Linked DNA regions of Sus scrofa: all the other regions are linked to region 1. Evidence: chromatin contacts called from public HiChIP or PLAC-seq data. All regions are on one chromosome and are shown on one strand. Each heading gives the region's core, a stretch centred on a gene start, on an enhancer-like site or on the middle of the called end of the contact. The rest is flanking DNA. Distances are from core to core; before and after follow the strand shown.

Region 1 (4,555 bases), core at 546-3,045:
AACCGACATGAAATCAGCATAGTGGGCAGTTGTACCTTCTAGAAAAGCTGTGCTTTTGATATTGTGTTAGTTATCTCTTCAGTGAGTAGTGTGTGTTGTTGATATCGTTGGCAATTCCAATTGGGGACCTAAAGATACACACAATAAATCTTAGTGCTACACTAGCTGGAAAGCAAATAAGTAAAGCCAGGCTCCTCTCTGGTTCTTCCATTAGAATGAGGCAGGCATGGAAGAAAAACACACTAATAGGGAAACTAAGACTGGAAAAATCGGTTCAACAGGTTCTCTTAGAAAAAAAAGAAATCTTTTTATATATGGTGCGGTTTTTTCACAGTGCAGCTATTTTCGCATGCAGTTATGGGAGTGGTTTTTGGTTTGTTTTTGTTTTGTTTTGCTTTGTTTTGCTTTGCTTTTTAGGGTCATGCATGTGACATATGGAAGTTCCCATGCTAGGGGTCAAATAGGAACTGCAGCTGCCAGCCTACACCACAGCCACAGCACCAGGGGGTCTGCGCCACGTCTGCGACCTACACGACAGCTCACGGCAATGCCGTATCCTTAACCCACTGAGCGAGTCCAGGAATCAAACCCTCATCCTCATGGATACTATTTGGGTTCGTTACCACTGAGCCACAATGCTCAGTGTTTTGTTTTGTTTTGAATGCTTTATGGAGCTATCTTTTTTTTTTCTGGTATCATTATCTGTTTTTTTCTTTTCTACTATTTATATACACACAGACACACATATATGAACCACCTGATTGCTTTTTAATGCATTTTTAAAAGATAAAATGTCTTACTTAAGAAATTAAATATAGGAGTTCCCGCTGTGGCACAATAGGTTAAGGACCTTGTATTGCCTCTGCAGTGGTGTGGGTTTAATCCCTGGTCTGGTGCAGTGGCTTAAGAATTCAGCATTTCTGCAGCTATGGTGTAGGTTGCAGCCATGGCTCTGATTCAATGCCTGGCCTAGGAACTTCCATATGCTGTGAGTGTGGCCAAAAATAAATAAATAAATAAATAAGAAATTAGGTATACAAGGAAATCTCTTTTAGGAGTCTAAACAGTCTTCCTCTCTTCCTTGTGGTCTCATTCATGCCTTACAGTTCTAAGAGGTTTGGTGTCATTTTGTGGTTTGCTGGTCTACACTGTCAGGACCCAAGAGTAGTGACTTCAGTGTTGGTTTGGAGCTTAATTGGGGTGCTTCTCTTTAATGAGAACCAAAGCTCAAGAATTTATAACTGTGGCCAAAAGATTTATGGCAAAGTCCTGGACCCATGCTGACAAAGGCCACTCGATGTAGTTCATAACGTTAAAAATAGAGAAAGAATGACAAATTATACCCGGGCCCATGGCAGTCTGGTCTCCACTCCTTGGCTAATTGGTGAAAACTTTAGCACAGAGGGGTTGGGGCCCTGCATCCCTATTTGAACCCAGATGTCACTCTCCTTGGCCCAGCTCTCCATTTCCTGCCCCTGGAGCATGCAGTGCAAAATCCCCCACCTGTTCTAATAGTCTTACCACCCCCACCCCCACCCCGCCCACTTCCTGCTTCCAGTTCTGATCTGTTAGGTCTGTGCTGTGTGGGGTGTAGGAGGGATCGCTTTTGTGGGCTCTGAGAATATATCAGGTCTCTCCCCTGCACACTGGTGGATCCACAGCCCTCCGGGGCTTCAGACTAGTGCGAGAATATACCAGGTCTCTCCCCTGCACAGTGATGGACCCACAGCCCTCAGGGGCTTCAGACTAGAGCGAGAATATCTTCTAGACCACGTGCTACCTTGATGTCCCGTCTCCTGTTACTCACAAGGCTTTTCCCTTACAGTTATTTCTAGGTCCCTGCTATAAATATTCCCACAGCAGCCATCTGCCCCTGCGGCAGAGTTTTACAATTTTATGCTGGCTGTTTGGGTTACACTATCACAGGACTGCCATCCATTGTAGAGCTGTTTCAACGATTCTGATTCCTCTCTCTCTCTAGAGAATAGCACGCCTGCACTGATAGGAGAGAACAAAACTTATTTTTGTTTCCTGAAAAATCTGTGCAGTTTATACAAAGCCATCAGGAGCTGGTTGCTCATGGGGTTTAATCCATGGGCTTATGAAGGAGATGGAGGAAACAAAACAAGGTTTGGAAATTACCTGGACATCTGGGCCATGAGCTCCTGCTCTGTGGCACTGGGCCAGTGCCCTCCATTCAATCCAAACCGGGGCTGATGGTGTCTTTGAACAGGGCAGGGAGGTGTTTTCCCACAAGTAAAAAATTTCCCATCACACTAGAGCCTGCTTTTTCTTTTTAAAAGAAGCTTGAGAGGGTCTACTGTTTTTTCACTTCACAATAAATAAGGTGTTTTGAGGCCAAGACCCTAATGAGATAATCACCGCAAAAGCTGCCACTGAAACAAGCGTGTTTGAAAACTTATTGAAAACATTGAGAAGGGGCTGGCCCTGTTCCCAGTGTACTGGGTGAAAGGTGGCGGAGGAGGTCTTTGTTTTCCCTGGAACAGGTGACAGGTCAGAGTTGGACAGCCCATCCTCTCTGGGAACCATGCTGATATGCACAGGGGCTGATTGGTTGGGTCCCTGGTGGGGCGGTGGGGAGAATGGATAATGGATGGGAAGTGAGCCGGGGCGGCCATGCTGTTCACTCCACCTCCGCTCCCCCCCCCGCCCCCCCAAGCATGAGACAGAACTTCCAGGGAGCCATCACCAAGGGCCAGTGGGAAAATAGATAAAGTCAGGAGCAAGCTTTGTGACTGTCAGATCAACGGGGAAGGTCAATGGCCTTCGAGAACTGGGGACATTTCAAGAACGAAGCTCTGAAGTGATGATGACCAGAAGTGGGCTCCCTCTTAAATGAGGACTCATCTTGGGCCTTTGCCAACACCTCCTAGCCCACCCCCAGCCTTGGTTCTGCCTTTTCTTTTTTTTTCTGTTTTTTCCTTTTTTTATTAGAGTATAGTTGATTTACAGTGTTGTGTCAATTTCTACTGCATAGCATAGCAACCCAGCTATCTACATCTACATATATTCTTTCCAATACTATCTTCTCTCAAGTTCTATCCCAAGAGATTGAATATAGTTCCCCGTGCTGTACCCTAGGACCTTATTGTTTATCCTATTTTAAATGTAATAGTTTGCATCTACTAACCCCAAACTCCCTGGCATCCCACTCCCTCCCCCTTGGCCACCACAAGTCTGCTCTCCAGGTCTGTGATCTATTTCTGTTTTGTAGGTAGAATCATTTATGCTGTATCTTAGAGTCCACATATAAGTTACATCATACTGTACTTGTCTTTCTCTGGCTGACCTCACTCAGTATGAGAATCTCTAGTTGCATCTGTGTTCCTGCAAATGGCATTATTTTGCCCCTTTTTAAGGCTGAGTAATATTCCATTGTGTGTGTGTGTGTGTGTGTGTGTGTGTGTGTGTGTATACCACACCTTCTTAATCCATTCATCTGTTGATAGACATTCAGGTTGCTTCCATGTCTTGGCTATTATGAATAATGCTTCTGCCCTTTCCAGACAACCTAGCGTAGGCTTATTATGAGGCCAGGGCCAGGCTCCAGCATGTTCTGGGGCCACGTCCCTACTCCACGTGTTCCAGCCATGTGAGCTTTCTCAGCAACTCACCCTTCATGTGCCTCTGTTTCCTTGTGTGCAAAACTGAGCATCTTGGTTGGTCCTTCCAGAAGCAAACTTTGAACCAAGGATCTGAGTGGAAGTGATCTATCTGGAAAGTGTTGCCAGGCAAGCTAGGAAAGGAGCAGGGGAAGCAGGGGAAGTGGGAAAAAGAGTAAGGATGGAACTTCAGGTGGAGTCCCAGCTTCAGCCCAATGCATGGGGAGCTCTGGAGTGTAAATTGGGTCTCTGAGTTTGTCCCCTTTGGAGGAAAGGGACCCAGGCTTTTGGACCCTCTCAGCATTTGCAAGGGTGGTGGGCTGGGCTCTGGCTCTCTCCCTGTAAGCAAAACAGCTCCAGCCGCCCAAGGGAAGCCCTCAGATGAAGGTGTGAACACTTAGGAACAAAGTCCACAGAAGCTGGGAGTGGGCATGGAGCAGAGGGGGCCCAGCAGCACCAGCAGAGGTGTCTGCTGCACCAGGGATAATACCGTCTCCTTCATAGTGTTGATCTGCAAATTTAGTGAGTCAACTCCTACCAAACAATCCCGAGAACAGTCTACACAGTAAACGTTCAGTGACTCTAGTTTTGCCCAATGACCGTCACGTTAATTATCTCCTACCCTCTCACCCAGTGTGCTGGGAACATGGCCAGCCCCATGTGGCTGGCCATTCTGTGTTTTTAAACATGCCGGTTTCAGTGGCCACTTTCATAGTGATTAGTGGCTCAGAGGACCACTTCTCAGTTGAGTGATAGCATCGGGCAGATGACATTAAGCCAGGGGGAATAGGAAAACTGTCCATGACAGAACATGTGTCCAGAAAGACCACAGTAGGTTGGGACAGTGGCATGAGTCTGAGAGAGAAAAGCCAACTGACCCTGAGTATATGGTGAACAGTGTGGGAAAGGCATAGAGGATTTGGCTAAGGATT
Region 2 (3,911 bases), core at 219-2,718, 260 kb after region 1:
GGTTTCACCCTGACTTTGGTCAGCATTCCTGCCAGGCTGCTGTAACAACCAGTGACCCTCCAGTCTCTCCTGATCTACCCATACACACCTTTAGAAGGCACCTACTGTGTGTCAGGCACGGCAGTGGGGTGCAAGACTGCAGATACCCATCCATCCTGATCCTTGCCCTCCGGATGCACGTCATCCAGCAAAATTCTATTGCGTTTAGAAAAAAGCGGCTTCAAACCCCTCCTGTCCACGCTGTTTGTTACTCGCTGGATCTGTTCCCAGTATTTAAAAATCAAAGCTCTGGAGCCTGTACCAGACTCAAGCCCCTTGCCTGCCCTGTGACCCTGGGGGGGTTGTGACCTTGGCCGCACTGACACTTCTCAGCCCCAGCGTCCTCATCTGTACAGTGTTGCTGGGTTGTTTCTCAGCCCAGAACCGGGATGGGGGAGGTATGCAGAAGATGATGGTGCTGGCAGGGAGAGGGGCAGCAGCAGCGGGGAAGCTGGGGAGGGGCCAGGAAACCTGGACTTGAACGTGGTATGTGCAGTGTCAGCGTTTTGCCTGCCAGGACGCACTCCCCCCAGCCTTGGTCATTGATACCCTTTGTTTTCTTCCCTTCCTGTTTCAGATCGCTGCAGGCTTCTCTGAAACCTTCAGTGGACCAGCAGAGGGCTAGTCAGGCACTTGGGTCCTGGCCCCATGTGTGCTGACCACTGAGGTGACCGCCCTGGTTGGTGGACACGCTTCTCAATCCCTTGAGCCTTAGTTTTCTGCCCTGTCAGTTAAGTGGATTGGGTAACCAGGCTGTCTGGCTTTTTATTTTAATCCAGCATTCTGAGGTGGCTTATACCCACTTTATGGTTGAGTTCATTTGCTGGTTACTAGCTGTGTGCATTTGGCAAATAAGTCCGTTCACTGTGCTTCAGCTCCTCCTGCATCAAATGGGGGAAATGCTGGCATCCACCCCCTGGGTAAGGATTGACTCGGTTCTGCCCTTGGACAAAGGCTGTACCCCTAAACCAGAAACTCTTCGTAGTGGCTGGGTCTGGAACCAGCTTTGCTGAGATGTTTTGCTGCTGGTTCTTCCTGAGCTGGAGGTAAAGTCTCCTGTCCACTAAGGATTTAGGGTTCTGGCAGGATCCACTGAGCTTTATGACACCCCCACCCCCACCTATCCTGGCGCCTCCGAGGCTAGAAGAGCGCCTCAGCCTGCATGAAGGAAGCAGCACATGCGCACACACATAAAATTTGCACACACACACACACACACATACACCCTCCTCTCGCTACGGAACCCAGGGGCTGCTCAGATGGGGCAGGAAGGAAGCCAGCCTCCCCAGCTAATCGGCCAGAGCATCAGGGGGGGTGATATGGCGTCGGGGTGGGGCGGGGTTGGGGGGGAGTGGGGGGGGCACAGCCAGACCTGCATCTGTGTGCACAATGACCTCATGCTTTCTCTCCATCCCTGCCCCCCACCCCAGGATGAGGGAGCAGCCAATGAGCACTTGGCTGCTTATTGCCCAGCCCCAGGGGGAGGGCGGGAGCCAGGCTCCCAGCTGCTCAGGGAAACACAATTACAGGCAGGGCTTCAAAGAAGCCGCAGGCTCCGGCGATTCAGAGCTACTCCTCTTCACCCCCCCCCCCACCCCTCTATTTAGCTTTTTAGAAAAGTTGGGAAGAAAGGGCGCACTGACCGTGCTTTCTTCCCACCCTCAGCACCGGACTCTCTGCCGTCTCCATGGCTGCAGCCAGTCCTTCGGTGGCCAGGCATCACCCTTTCCTAGGATGGGGCTGGCAGTGCCATCAGGGTGAGCGGGCAGGCATGGCTCACTGTCCCCTGGCAGCCTGGTGGTCACCATGTGCCCTGCAGCCACAAGCGAATTGTCCAGACCAGCCTTGGGGTGGAGGGAGAGGTGGGAGGGTCAGTCTCTCGGCAGTGATTCCCCCCAAAGCACAGATGGGAGCCATTTGATGTTTTAATTTTTTTTAATGCAATTAATTCAGAAGTGGCCATTCCATTGATTTAGAATCTGTGAGCTGCCCCCAAGGGAATGGTGGATGACAAGAGAGGGCTTGAGGGGAGAATTCATAGAATTGAAGACCACGCTGCCAGTGACTGACCCAGGGTCAGCTCAGAGACAAAGGCTTTGCCACCTAGACTTCTGGAGGTGACCTCCTTGCCAAGAAAGTCAATGGCATTATAAAGAGAAAATGCAGATACTAATAAAGGGTTTTCAACTGAGATCCCATTTTACTAGAGTCTCAACCAACCAACAGATTTGGAGTTTGCGGCTATGCAAACTATACGCCAGGCACTCTGTGTGTGTGGGGGGGGGGGGGGAGATCAATTCCCTGAGGCTGCTTAACAGATCACCACAAACTTGGGGGCTTAAAATAACAGTAACCCATCTTCTCGCAGTTCTGGAAGGCAGAAGTCAAAATCAGGCTGTCCTGGAGGTTTGAGACGGAAATCCATTCTTTGCCTCTTCTGGCTTCTGGTGGCTGCCAGCCTTCTTTGACATGTGACTTTGTCACTTCAGTCTCTGCCTCTGTTCTCACACCACCCTATCTGTCGTCTGTGTGTCAGTGTCAAAACTCCCTCTGCTTCCCTCCTAGAAGGAGCCATGTGATTGCATTTAGAGTCCACCTGGATAATCCAGAAAAAAGCTCTTCCTCTCAAGAATCATAATCACACTTTTTTTTTTTGTCTTTTAGGACCATGCCTGTGGCCTATGGAGGTTCCCAGGCTAGGGGTCTAATCGGAGCTGTAGCCACTGGCCTACGCCACAGCCATAGCAATGCCAGATCCGAGCCTCGTCTGCAACCTACACCACAGCTCACGGCAACACCAGATCCTTAACCCACTGAGCAAGGCCAGGGATCAAACCTGCAACCTCATGGTTCCTAGTCAGATTCGTTAACCACTAAGCCATGACGGAAACTCCACATCTTTTATAATGTGAGGTGAAACCAAAGGTTCCAGCCTTTGGGATGTGGACATTCGTTTTGGGGGAGCAACCCATTTAGCCATCTACAGGGCTACAACAAATCATGTCCCCAGAAATTCACCATGTTCCTAGCAGCATTCTTCACAAAAGCCAGAACATGGAAGCAACCTGTGTCCCTTTATGGATCAATAGATAAAATGTGGCAGATACATATAGTGGAATATTATTCAGTTTTAAAAAGGGAGGGAATTGTGACACAGGGTGAAACGTGAATGAACCATGAGGATGTTACACTCAGTGAAAGAAGCCAGGCACAAAAGAACAAACACTGTAGTTGTACTTAGATGAGGCATCTAGAGTCATCGAGTTCACAGGAATAGAAAGCAGAATAGTGGCTGCTGGGGGCAGGGGGCATGGGGCGTTGTTTAAAGGGTAGAGCGTTTCTATGTTGCAAGAGGTTTTAGAGATCAGTTGCACAAAAATGTGAATATTCCAAACAGTACGGAATTGTATACTGTGGCTAAGATGGTAAAGCCTCTATTGTATGTTTTGCCATACTTTGAAAAATGTTCAGATTGAAATTGAAAAATGTTTTGATTAAAATGCATTTACACAAGCGTGCATACCAAGGGTAAACAAAGTCCATGTGGTCAGCACTATAGGAGTTCAGAGGACTGTTTCGAGGTGGGGTGATCAGGGAGGGCTTCCTGGAAGAAGTGGGCCTCGAGCAAGATAACTTTTAAAGGGGGGGTGGGAGGAGAGAGGATTTTTGTGGATTTGGAAATAGAAATGAGATTGGTCTTTTCTTGAATTCTGACACAAATAGGTTAGACAGAAATGAGTACTTTTGGAGGAATTGGGCCAAAGTAAGATTGGGTAGGTAAATGGAACCTTTGAATTCAAAGAGTGCCCTTAAATCCCAGATGGACATTTCGAACTTGATACCGTTTTGGCGATTATTCTAATAATTCCTGG
Region 3 (4,453 bases), core at 1,794-4,293, 300 kb after region 1:
CTTAGAGGGTTTTTATGAAAAAGAGCCCACCTCCCACGTCCTACTGCTTCCAGCAGTTTTAGCTGTTTCTTCTGGTCGTTGACTGTCTCTACTTCTGGGTTTTGGTTTGTTTTCTATTTTGGGGGGGTCAGCATGTGGAAGTTCCCAGGCTAGGGGTCAAATGGGAGCTGCAGCTGCCTGCCTATTCCACAGCCACAGCCACTCAGGATCCGAGCCGCATCTGCAACCTGCACCACAGCTCACAGCAACACTGGATCCTTAGCCCACTGAGCAAGGCCAGGGATCAAACCTGCATCCCCGTGGATACCAGCTGGGTTCATTACCACTGAGCCACGGAGGAAGCTCCTATTTCTGTTTTGTTTTTGTTTTTTTTTTTTTAAGTGATTTTACTTTTTAGTGCTTTAACGCTATTACTGCAGTTCTTTCTTTTTTCTTTGTTTTTATAATCCAATGAATTTATTATATTTATAGTTGTACACCCATCATCACTGTATATCTAAATAATTGGCACGTGGTGGTATTCCTTGAGTGATCCATTTCTGATGCAGTCCTCACCTGTTAAGGTAGATGAGGGTTGAGGTCTTCTCTGCAACCATTCCACCCATACTTTCCTTTTCCAGGTTTCCCAGCATGGTGATAGCCCAGTTCTGGGTGAGAGCCAGAACCGTCAGCATTACATTATTATGACTAATCCAAGCAGCATCCTTTGGTTGTGATGCCTTTTTTAGACAACCAGTTATTTTATCTAAAGGTAGTCATTGCCTTGCTGTTACTTGTTTCAGGGTCTCTGCACCCATCAGTATTTTTCCAAAAGGTACAGATTCCCAAAAGTCCACCAGGGTTAATTTGCATATGCATCAGATAATCCAACTGTTCCTCTCTGTGGCTTGGTTTTTCTCATTTCTGCCTTCGTTGTTTTCCCCGGGACCTCCCTTTTGGAGCCCTCCGTCCTGCTCCAGGCTGCACGTGGCCTCGTTCATGGCCCTCAGGCCCAGGATGCTCCTTCCGTCCCATCCTCACCCCCGCTCTGGGCAGGGTGCTCTGCTTCTTCCTGGACCTCCTGTCTTCCTCCTGAGTTTTGGGGGGGGGTTTTGTTTGTTCGTTTTGCTTTTTTAGGGCCACACCTGCAGCATGTGGAGGTTCCCTGGCTAGGGGTTGAATCGGAGCTACAGCTGCTGGCCTACGCCACAGCCACAGCCAACACCAGATCTGAGCTGCGTCTGCAACCTACACCACAGCTCACGGCAACACCGGATCCTTAACCCACTGAGCGAGGCCAGGGATCAAACCTCCAACCTCATGGTTCCTAGTGGGATTCGTTTCTGCTGCGCCATGACGGGAACTCTGTCTTCTTGTGTTTTGCTTTATGCCATTGTTTCCCTGGAGAACATCCTGCCGTAATCCAGAGAAGGTGGACAGGGGCCATAAAATGTTGGGGTCTTTGCGCATCTGAAAGAGTCTTTGTTCCACCTTCGTCTTTGAGTAATAGTTTGACTGGAAGTGGAGATAAGGGAATGTTTTCTCTCAGAATATCAGAGGGGTTGCCTCGGAGCCTTGGAGAGCTGCTCTGGGGGCGTCTGCTGTGCTCACACTCTATTTGGACTCACGCTCACCTCCACCACCGGCAACAGGATCTTTCAGGATTTCCTCTTTATTCCTCTTCATCTGAAACTTCAGGGTGTGTGCCCAGAAGTGGGTCTTTATAAACCCACTATGTTGGGTATCCCATGGGTGCTTTAGCCTGGAATCGGATTCTGCTTTAGTTCTGGGAGGTGTTTTGTATTCTTTCCTTCTTTTTTCTTTTTTCTGTTTTTTTGGCCAACCCCGACATTTGGAGTTCCCACACCAGGGACCAAACCTAAGCCACAGCTGCAACGTAAGCCGTAGCTGCAGCAATGCTGGATCCATAACCCACTGTGCCGGGCTGGGGATTGAACCTGCGTCCCAGCACTCCCAAGACGCCGCCAATCCCACCGCGCCACAGTGGGAACTCCTCGCATTCCTTCTTTGATGATGTCTGTTGCCTCTGTGCTCTCCTTCTGGAGCTCCCGTTAATCCAGTACCCGACTTGGCCTCCTGCTTCAATACCTGGTTTCTCTTATTTTCCATCTTTGTCGTTTTGTTTTACTTTATGGGCGATTTCCTCAATGTTACCTTTAATCTCCTCTCTTGACTTTCCAACCTTTGCCATCATGTTTTGAATATCCAAGACTTCCTTCACATTATCTGATTTTTCTTTGTATACTTACAATCCTATTACTGTTTTTGAACCTAATAGGCTCATCCCTCCAATCCTAGTAATTATCCTGCCTGTTCTGTGTGCTTGCTGTTTCTTCCGATTTCTTTATTTCTTTCCTGTTTCTTGATTTTGGTCTCCGTGTTGCCTGTAGGAAGCGTTCCAGCCACATTTAAGAGGGGCCTCACTCCAAAGCTGCGAGTGCCCAGGTGGAGTCGGTCAAACCCCTGGGACCATCCCTGTGGAGTGTCCCGGAGGAGAGCTGGTTCTTTCAGTGGGAACCCCAGGCATCAGTGCTTGGTGTTTTTTTCTCGTGGTGATGCATTGTCTCCAGAGGATGTCATGTCTTACTTCCCTCGAGGATGTCCCCTCCCACTTCCAGGGTCTGGGGGAGGGGGTGGCCTCCATTGCGATGTAACCCGCTTTGCGTCCCTGAGATCTCAGTTCACCTCATTCCAGCTTCCTGTGCATCTTCTCCAGAGAGCAAACCTCTGTTCTCTTCAACAGCACAAAAGTAGAGAAGGGTGTTTTGTTTCGTTTGTGTCTTTGTTTTGTCATTTTTCCCCCAACCACGCGTGCCAGCCCCCACCCCCTACTCTTCCTTCACCAGGAAACAGAAAGCCTAACTCAGTGAATTTCCCGCTCACTTCTCCTTGCTTTACGGTCCCTGACTTTATACCGAAAGAGCAGGAAATTACAGTCAGAATCTGTCCAAGTTGCAGAAAGTTAGAATCTGATCAGGAGGGAGCAGAAGGAAGTACTGGACTGGGTCACAGACACCCCACGTGGCCACTTGTTCCAGCAGCATCTCTGTTGTGTTTTGACTCACGAAGGGGACCAGTCGAGGAGGGAAAGGAAACTTATGACCAAGGGTGGCTGAAACTCATTTAGAGATGTGTGTCTGGATCTGAGGGACCCCAGGGGAAGTCAGCCTGGGGTGATGTGTGTTTCCTGGAAGCAGAGCTTTCCTGCCAAGCTCTCCATCTGGTCGCCTCTCTCTTTGGATATAGCTTCCAGTGTCCACTGGAGAGGCCCATCGGTCAGCCGCGAGGGGGGCAGTGGACTTGTCAGACTAGAGGGAATGGTGGGTGGATGTGATTCTAAACTCAGCTCTCCCCCCACCTTCAGGGTTGACTCCTGCCTGCTTGGAGTTCTCCACTGACAAAGCGAGATTTCTGTTAGACATTTTCAAAATTGTTGATAAACTTTCAAATGCTTTGCAAACAGCAAAGGCTAAGCCATAAAATACCAGGGCTTTTTTTTTTTTTTTCTTCTTTCTTTGCATTAAAAAAGTTTTTATTGGTATTCCCACTGTAGCCTAATGGAATCAGCAGCATCTTGGGAGCACCGGGACACAGGTTTGATCCCCAGCCCAGCGCAGTGGGTTGAGGATCCAGCATTGCCACAGCAACAGCTTAGGTCTAAACTGCGACTCTGATCTGATCCCTGGCCCAGGAACTCCATGTGCCTTGGGGTAGCCAACAAAAGAAAAAAAAAATATTATGGAAGTTATAGGCATTCAATATAGTGATTCACAACTTTTAAAAATTATACTGCATTTATAGTTACTGTAAACTATTGGCTATATTCCCATGTGTATGCTATATCATTGTAGCTTATTTTTTTTAAGAGTAAAAACCCTGGGAGTTCCCACTGTGGCTCAGTGGGTTAAGAATCCAACTGCAGCGGCTTGGGTTGCTGTGCAGGTGCAAGTATGAACCCTGGCCCAGCACAGTGAGTTAAAAGATCTGGAATTGCCGCAGCTACAGCGTAGGTCAGAGCTGTGGCTCGGGTTCAATCCCTGGCCCAAAAACTTCCATGTGCCAAGGGTGTGGCTGGAAGAAAAAAAAAAAAGCGTAAAAACTCTTCATTTTGTTGGCGTTCCATTGTGGTTCAGTGGTTAATGAATCTGACTAGTAACCATGAGGTTGCTGGTTCAATCCCTGGCCTTGCTCAGTGGGTTAAGGATCCGGCGTTGCCGTGAGCTGTGGTGTAGGTTGCAGATGCGGCTCGGATCCTGAGTTGCTGTGGTTCTGGCGTAGACTGGCGGCTACAGCTCCGATTGGACCCCTAGCCTGGGAGCCTCCTTATGCCATGGGAGCGGCCCAAGAAATGGCAAAAAAAAAAACAAACAAAAACCTCTATTTTATTTACTAATTTTTTATAATTATTACTATTGTCTCTTTTTGGCTTTTTAGGGCTACACCCGCGACATAT

What was found. HiChIP or PLAC-seq counts read pairs in DNA pulled down with a chosen protein or histone mark.
Region 2: a contact with region 1 is called in an H3K27ac HiChIP or PLAC-seq map of skeletal muscle, with 8 times the contacts expected there. The contact joins two enhancer-like sites. A contact is called at or near these places in 2 of 2 datasets of contacts at active chromatin or transcription factors (alveolar macrophages and skeletal muscle).
Region 3: a contact with region 1 is called in an H3K27ac HiChIP or PLAC-seq map of skeletal muscle, with 9 times the contacts expected there. The contact joins two enhancer-like sites. A contact is called at or near these places in 1 of 5 promoter capture datasets (liver), 25 of 47 Hi-C or Micro-C datasets (adipose tissue, brain, embryonic fibroblasts and 14 more) and 1 of 2 datasets of contacts at active chromatin or transcription factors (skeletal muscle).

Annotation. Positions count from the first base shown.
Region 1 is chr10:47,610,011-47,614,565 of Sscrofa11.1, forward strand. The region is part of intron 2 of FRMD4A (FERM domain-containing protein 4A); the gene reads left to right. Among named protein-coding and RNA genes, the nearest start is that of FRMD4A, 230 kb to the left of the region's middle. Within about 2 kb of position 1,796, at least 6 of the 83 cell types and tissues checked have an H3K27ac peak or open chromatin away from gene starts, as enhancers often do. A contact at or near this core is called in skeletal muscle, where this site is marked.
Region 2 is chr10:47,868,398-47,872,308 of Sscrofa11.1, forward strand. All of the region lies in intron 3 of FRMD4A (FERM domain-containing protein 4A), which reads left to right. Among named protein-coding and RNA genes, the nearest start is that of PRPF18, 250 kb to the right of the region's middle. Within about 2 kb of position 1,469, at least 31 of the 83 cell types and tissues checked have an H3K27ac peak or open chromatin away from gene starts, as enhancers often do. A contact at or near this core is called in skeletal muscle, where this site is marked.
Region 3 is chr10:47,912,353-47,916,805 of Sscrofa11.1, forward strand. The region is part of intron 6 of FRMD4A (FERM domain-containing protein 4A); the gene reads left to right. Among named protein-coding and RNA genes, the nearest start is that of PRPF18, 210 kb to the right of the region's middle. Within about 2 kb of position 3,044, at least 8 of the 83 cell types and tissues checked have an H3K27ac peak or open chromatin away from gene starts, as enhancers often do. A contact at or near this core is called in skeletal muscle, where this site is marked.